2 separate regions of the Anser cygnoides genome follow, and region 2 is linked to region 1. The links are chromatin contacts, called in public Hi-C maps. All regions are on one chromosome and are shown on one strand. The core of a region is the stretch at or near the end of the contact, and the rest is flanking DNA. Distances in the headings are between cores, read along the strand shown.

The links. A called contact is a pair of places that touch in the nucleus more often than the background predicts.
Region 2: a Hi-C map of liver shows a contact between it and region 1, with 3 times the contacts expected there. The contact joins the enhancer-like site here to the promoter of KLB in region 1. A contact is called at or near these places in 2 of 7 Hi-C or Micro-C datasets (both in liver).

The regions. Positions count from the first base shown.
Region 1 is chr4:24,209,195-24,213,101 of Taihu_goose_T2T_genome, reverse strand. It overlaps KLB (klotho beta), which reads right to left and starts at 1,924. Exons shown (of 5, transcript XM_048072865.2): 1 at 1,092-1,924. The coding sequence starts at 1,829.
Region 2 is chr4:24,288,837-24,292,743 of Taihu_goose_T2T_genome, reverse strand. All of the region lies in intron 3 of SMIM14 (small integral membrane protein 14), which reads left to right. Among named protein-coding and RNA genes, the nearest start is that of UGDH, 27 kb to the right of the region's middle. Within about 2 kb of position 1,808, at least 2 of the 3 cell types and tissues checked have open chromatin away from gene starts, as enhancers often do. A contact at or near this core is called in liver, where this site is marked.

The DNA.
Region 1 (3,907 bases), core at 675-3,174:
TATATTTGTAATGCAGGGTATGTAGTACAAAAATTCTCTTTGTGACAGCTAGGAATTGTTTGAGCAGGGGGCATTATACTAGCTTCTCTATCAAACAGACAGGACCATGACTTGCTCTTTATAGTACTTTGAGCACTACAGATAAAAAAAGCTATATTTATATTGTTAATTATCTTAAACTGCTGTTATTGGAAATTGTTTTAAATAATAGCATGAGAAAATAAGAATATATATTCTTATGCATACAGACAAGCTACTCTGTAGAATGAAATTCATAATCTATTAGAGATGCTGTAAACTCTGTAAAGCACCAGCATGAATGTCTCCGCATTTTTCCTTAAAGATACAACCCACTTCAGACTTTTCTTTTTGTCCTTTCCAAAAAAAAAATACCATGAACTTAGGACCCAGTACTGCAGCTGCTGAAGCTATTGATCATGGGATCAAGCCTTTCAGTTGTGTAATTCTGTAGAAGATAGCCAATACATAAAATAGCACCAACATAAAAATTAAAATGCTGAAAATGCTACAGAAATAATGTAATTTTGAAACTCTTAAATACTGAAGGGGACATTTGTTTTCTTCTCAAACCAAGAACTGATGACCTCGCTAATTCAGTGATAAACATTTTGCAGTATGATCTTACTAAGCCAGAAGTAATCATATATACACATCTTCTACTGATAGTAAAACTGATCCAATAGGCAAATAGAACTAAATCTCTGTATAAACTAATGGAACGGTCATTTTAGCGTAGCTGAATGACTGAACAGTCATTTCAGTGTAACTAAATGAAAAGAAAAAAGAGGGAAAACTATGGTCTTTAATAGACAGATGTTGTAGGCAAAAAGAAATTTAAATAAATCAATAAACAAGCACCTTAAAACAAATAATTACTGAGTCAGCTGTTGTGACTACAACATTGAAATCAATTTGAGATTTTGAAAAAAAACAACTGCCTTAGCTAAGGGTTATTTCTTGATGTTTTCACATTCTTTGATTATTTTTTTAACATTGATTACACGATTGATTCATCCCATTATTTCCTATGACAGTGCAAGATCAGTTTATAAAACCTTACTATACTGTACCTTGATCAGATTGTGTCCTACAGTGTAGACAGTGGTTACTTTCCCTTTCTCTCCGGGAGCATGAATACCTGTGCCATACCCATGCCAAGCAACTAAGTAAGGATTATGGATGGTAATCCAATACTTAACACGATCCCCAAAGGTCTGGAAGCAAAAGGTGGCATAGTCGTTGAATATATCAATTACTGATTCATTTTTCCATCCCCCATATTGTTCTTGCAGTGTCAAGGGCAGGTCCCAGTGGTACAGGGTAACCACGGGGTCAATATTTCTGTAGACTAGAGAGTCAATAAGGGTGTTATAGTACTGGAGTCCTTTTTCGTTGGGAGCTGCTACCACCCCAGTGGGAAAAAGCCTCGACCACGAAATTGAAAACTGGTAAAAGGTAACTCCCAAAAAATCCAGAGCTGACAGATCTTTGTCCAGCAAGTTGTAACTGTCACTGGAAACGTCCGTGCTGTCAGCATCTCTGAACTCCGTGTGGATGAAGCGGTCCCAGATGGAGGATCCTTTCCCGTCCTTCCTCCAGCTGCCTTCCACCTGGAACGCCCCTGTCCCTATGCCCCAGAGAAACTCTTTGGGGAAAGTGTCATACAAAAACATCTGTGTTTCACTCACGGGACTGGAGTTAGGGTCCTTTTTCCACACAGATCTTCCCTCTCCGGCAAGCCCAGCGACTATCCTTATGAAAACTAATGTCCAAAAAGCAACAAATCTCTTCAGCCGTCGGCCACACATTATGCCGTTTTATAACGCCAGTGTTAAAAGTCAGATTTCCTTTACTGCCGCTGAAAAAAATCCATTCATTCCCTGGAGTCCCTGCTGTGCAGACTGTCTTCATTTGCCACTAACTGCTGGAGTGTCTTATCAAAGCTTCACTAAAAGCTTGCGATCGTAAAAGCCCTGTCAATGATTAGCCTGAACTGTGAGACCTGGAGTGGGTCAGAGAACAGCGTAATTTTTAGGGAGGTGGCCTCTGTATGATCACCGAGACACCTAGGCTGAGTTCTTCCTGCAGGAAAACATGTTACCTGAGCAATACGAAAAGCTCGGTCACTCGATGAGAGCATATAGGTGACAAAGGGTGCTCAGAAGCTATCCCATTCTTTGTTCCTCGTGCAGCTGTTTCAAGGAGAAGAAATAGAATTCAGACTACAGCCTCCATTTAAAAGGCAATTTATCAATTTTTAATGAATCACATGTTAAATAAAAAGAGCATGCCAGAAGGGTTTGGGGTCTTTTCCCAGAGTTTAACTTTACCTATGTGAAATTTAACGTACAACATTAGGATACAGTTTATTACTAGAACCAAGACAGACTCAATAAAAACAAACCAAACTCCATTTTTCCCCTCTCTGGACCATATTAATTTCTCTCTGAATTTTTTTCTTTGGGTACAAATCTCCACATATTTACCAATATCTTGTGAATATTTCCTCATATCATCCACTCAGAGAAAAGACCGAGCTTGCTCCTTTTCTGGGGAGACCCCTGAGTGCTATTTTGTCTCTCCCCACAGCATAGCAACTTAATGAAGATTACAACACTTAGACATATGCACATCCCACTGACTATGTATAAACACAAAGCAGGTCAATATTTCTTCCAAATACATGCACCCTTATAAAAGTCCTCTGTGCAGCTCTATGCACAGCAGCAGTACAAAATTAACAAGGTCTGTTCTAGTCCTTAAGCAATTTCCCTTAATTTCTTTAAATAAAAATAATTAGCAAAGATAATTAGGCTTGAGAGATGCTATTTTGGTATTGATTAATTTAACAATCTCAGTATATGCAGCTGGGTTATCAGTACAGTGAATATCTTACAGAGCAGCTAGACAATATTTTATAATCTCATCTTTTAACATATTTCAAATTACAGCAAAACTACATGCGTCAAGACATGGTAAATTTACTAAATACAGTAAGGCTGATGCCTGCTATTTTTGCTTTTCTTCAGGCACAGTAATATAAAATGTATTCACACTTAGATCACAGCTGCTCAAGAGCAATACGAGGCATCTTTACATGCAAGACAGTTATACACTGAAACCTGAGCATGGGAACCACTTACCACATAAGTATAGCACCGTGTTTGGATGAATTAGTCCTGCTGACATGTAGGAGATGAAAGTCCAGATGGACTGCTGGGCTACTGCTGCTTTATTGTTCCTGCTACCTCTGCGAGCATGTTTGCAAGCAGCCTGGGTGTCTTTGGCCAGCATTGCATAATGCCATTCAGACATACCTTGAGTTTAACAATTAAGCTGATTAAGACAATGGAAGATGGAAGACATATTATATTTGTTTTAAGATAAACAACAGAACATCTACCTTGACGCGTGTTTGTAAACATTTCTCTGCAGTGCCTGTACAAGAAACAGTTTCATCATAGATGTTGAAGAAAGCTCCCACCGACATCTTCTGCACTGCAGATCTCTACTGGCTGGGCTCTACTGTATTGTATGTTGTGAAACAGAACTGCAACACAAGTCTTTGTAGATGCTGCTATATCACTAAGGTAGTTTGTTACCACGATTACTGGATGTTTGAGTTCAGAACGCCCATAGAAGCTCTGTAACACTGTGGCTTTTTATTGGTGAGGTAAAACCATCAGGCTTCTCCCCAGCAACTAGAGCAGAGTTTGCACAACCTGCATCTTATTGCAGGCAACGGGGTGCATATACATGAGATGTGAAAGGTGCAGCAGAGACTTGTGCTCCCAGATGCTTAATCTGGACAAAGTCACGAACTGGATTTCTTTCCTTATTATTGATATGACTTGGAGCATGCCCCAATCAAGGTTTGGAAATGTTT
Region 2 (3,907 bases), core at 559-3,058, 80 kb before region 1:
TATAGAACAACACTGATAAGAATTAAGGTTTCTGCTGATGAAGAAGTTGTGATGTATTAAGTATGGCTGTTACATGTAGAGTTAAAAGCTACGTATTCAAATACACAGGATTTCCATTACAGTTAACTGTATGGAAAATTTCAGTGATGATGTTATGCCAAGGACAGCAGGAGGTCAAAAGCTCTGTTTACAACCTGAAGTTCTCATTTTAATTTCCAAAGTGTGACTTTAAATTTCTAAGCTAATTGGTGTATTTACCTTGAAATTCTTATAAAATGCATTTGGTATTCCAAGTACAGTAACTTGTGGATTTTTTTTGTATAGATAGCACATAGTTTAAATCTCTACTTGAAATGTTCGGTTCATCTTGTCATTACAATTAATGCTTATAAAATTAAAAGGTTTTGTTGTTGTCATTTAAACTCTTCTTCTCTGCTATTAGCAACACCACAGAAAATTATGAACAAGTAAGCTGTCTTTTTTTAAGACTAACTTTTACTAAGCTACGTGACTTGATTATTTTTCTGTCTCTCATTTTACTTGACTAAGCCAGGTTCTGTTTTGTTTCCTTTTCTTCTTAATTCATAATACCGTGATGGTTTTATAGACAATGGATTTTATATCTCTAATGCACGTGACATTTTAAAAGATTTTTTTGCTACTTATTAGGCTGCCTGGAAGATGCTGTTCATGCCCGCAGTTCTTATAACTTACGTACATGTGCATAAGTGGCATTGATTTACCTTTTGTTAAATGTTCTATCGTTTTTCCTGAAGTGGATTTTTCAGGTTTCTCATTGGTGTTTTGCACATAGTAAACTTCTGTAGCATGGCCACCATAAATAATAAGCAAATATTATGATTTCCAAGTATTCCTAGCAAACAGCAGAAATCAAAAATCCTTGGCTGTGACTTCATAAATATTATTTCCAGTATGTAATACCCATGACGCCATCTGTTATGATTTGGAGTTGTTGTATAACAATTTGACTATTGTATATTGGGCTCACTATTTACACTATGGATATAACAGATAATTGGGAACTTCCATAAAAGGAAGTAAGCATAGAAGAAAAATATCATCAGATTTTCCATCCTCTGCAAATACACAAGCGTTGTTAGGAGACAATGACAGACCTGTTAGTTCGTATGACTTTATCTCCTGTTCAGTCTCTTCCACCTACAAAACCTATTTTGACAAGAAGAGCCAAAGTTCAAGAATGAAGAACAACAAACAAAATCAAGGACTTTAATGGGGAGGACACTTGACAGACAATGGACCAGTTGTTTAAAAGATTTTCAGTGAAGGATATTCTGTGGTATCCAGAGAAAATTATTCCTGTCTTAGTTGTGGCAGAGGATAGCAAATCTCTGGATGAGAATGATGTTATATTTAAATCTTTGTATTTCCCTTTTCTTCGTTTCTCTTGCAAAATAAAAATCTGATCACACTATATAGTTCCTCTAGACTTCCATGCTATTTGAGTAAACATGTGATCCATGATCCAAGTGTGAAAACTAGACTGTGAAAGCCCGAGGTGGCAGGAATAATCATGCAGAGAACATCTTTCATGAAGCCTGACACCTGTATATGACTACTTAAAGTGGCCAGAAATGTCGAAGTGAGCCAGCGGCACCTAATTTTGTATGGTGTAAAGGTCCTTTAGTTTTTCTCTGATACAGCATTATTTGCTTTACTGAAACTGTGACTTTAGATTTCCTTCATACTGGGTTCTACAAAAACGAGCAATATGTTCTTTCCCCAAAGCATTTCTAATTCTGTAATATAAAAGGACCCGTTCTGATGAACAGCCAACAGTTCTGCTGCGGAGATTTGATGGCCTTACAGACCTCTTTGGGAATTACAACCTTGTGCTATGCTCTTCTGTAGCTAATTGCAAAGTAATGGCCCATGTCTAGTTATGTTACTATACCAGAAGGCTTGAATGTTTCAAAAACTCTGGGGAATATAAAGCAAATCATTTTTTAATTTGTCTTGTATTTTGAGGTGCCATTTGATTTTTATAGCAAAAAGATGCAAATTTTCAAGCTATTTCCAAAGAAAAAAATGGTTCAAAACTCTTCTGTGAACCAGATTTCCACATAATTCTCTTGGCCAGGTCACTGTAGAGTCTTGTTGTTATAAACGGGCATAGTCTGAAATAGTATCCAGCATAGCCATGAGTCTTGGCTGAGCGAGACCTAGTGCAAACAGCACAGAATAAACACATGACTAAAATAGATCTGCGTTGTTTGCTGCAAATGGTTGAAAAGTTCTCAGGATGTCAGCACAGCTAAGCCCGACTTAAATAGTCCTTCAGGCATCCAGCAAAAATGAGTTACCCTACTGATGTGGCTTTCTACTGAAAGCAGAGCAGAACTACACTGAATGAATATGTGGTGATTTAAGGTGACCTAAATATGGAGGTTGCCCTGGAGACTTGTTACCCATGTTCCATGGCATTTGCCTTCTAAGTTATTTTTTAATAGCAGTTGCTACTGCTGCTAGTCTGTAGCCCTTCTGCTCCCTGGCTGCTTGGCTAAGGAAGTCACATTTTGTTCTCACTGACCCCTTTTCTTCCAGACCCATGCCTTCTGTTCCCAGTTTCTTGGAGTCCAGGCTGATTCAGAAAGGACCCTTCCCAAGAGCTGAACGTTAGGTTGTTCATTAGGATGAAGAAGAAGTTACCATCCTTCTGAGATGCAGGAGAGACCTGATGTACCTCCTAAGGCACTGTGCCAAAAGAATAAAACACAGGAGGAGAGTGGCAGGATACTAGCTGGTCCTGAGCACCCTTTGCTCCACTGATTTCACTGGGTGCTCATGATGCTGGCTCTGCACAACTTAAGGTCCCAAAACTATATCACAAAAATTATGCACTGCTAATGGCCTGTAAACTAAAAACTAATTCTAGATCAAGCAGTACAAATGAAGGCTATTTTTCTAGACAGGTGAGTGTTTAAAAAAAAAACAAACATGAAAAATGTTGTCCACTCTAGGTCTAAGTCCCATGGAGACCATTTTTGCCTATAAGGGGTTAGGTTTCAGAACTGCTGAAGGTGCCTGGCATTCTTTGCATTTCCCATTACTGAGTTTTGTAGCATGATGGAAGCTGCAGTTTTTTAACTTGTGTGTGTGTATACACACAAATACATGCATACATATAAAAAAAGGAATAAATAAAAACAATATAGTAGTAAATATATATATAACCATTGTATTTAAAAAGTTATATTTAAATATAAATATATCTATATATACGTATATCACACTTATATATATGTATTTATAAAAATATAATGTCTTAGTCACCCCTCATGACTGTCTCAAAATGAAGCTTGTGTAGTCTAACAGTATTGCGAGCAGTGCGGAAGAATAGGCATTGAGAATTCTGGCCGCTTGATAATCCAGCGGTAGTTCCTAGACAGAACCTGCGTTATGGATGGCTGTGATGATCAGAGCTGTGTTACAGCCATCTCGTTTGAGGAACAAGGAGAAAATGGTGCTTTGTCTCTCAGACCACATGTGGATGTAATCAACACCGCACACTGGTAGAACTCCTAGTTCTAAGCCTTTGTCCTCAAGGCTGTCTACATGGGAGCACACTTTTCTTCTGCTAGCATGCATCATTTAGCAGAAGATACTCAGCTGGTCAAAAAACAAACATGTATTCTGTGTTTGTATTTCAGATGCAAGTTTGTTAGTAACCTCTTGGGAGATCTGTTTATGTTGTTCATGAATGTTTTCAAAGGTTTCTGTAGTGATATTGTTCGGTTATTTCTACCTTATCCATTTGTTGTCTAGTATTTCATGTAGTCAGAGGCACTGTGACCTCCTTATGCTGATCCAGACATTCACATTGCTTCATCCTCTTTTGCCTGACCCTCTGCTAATTCATTCTGCTTCA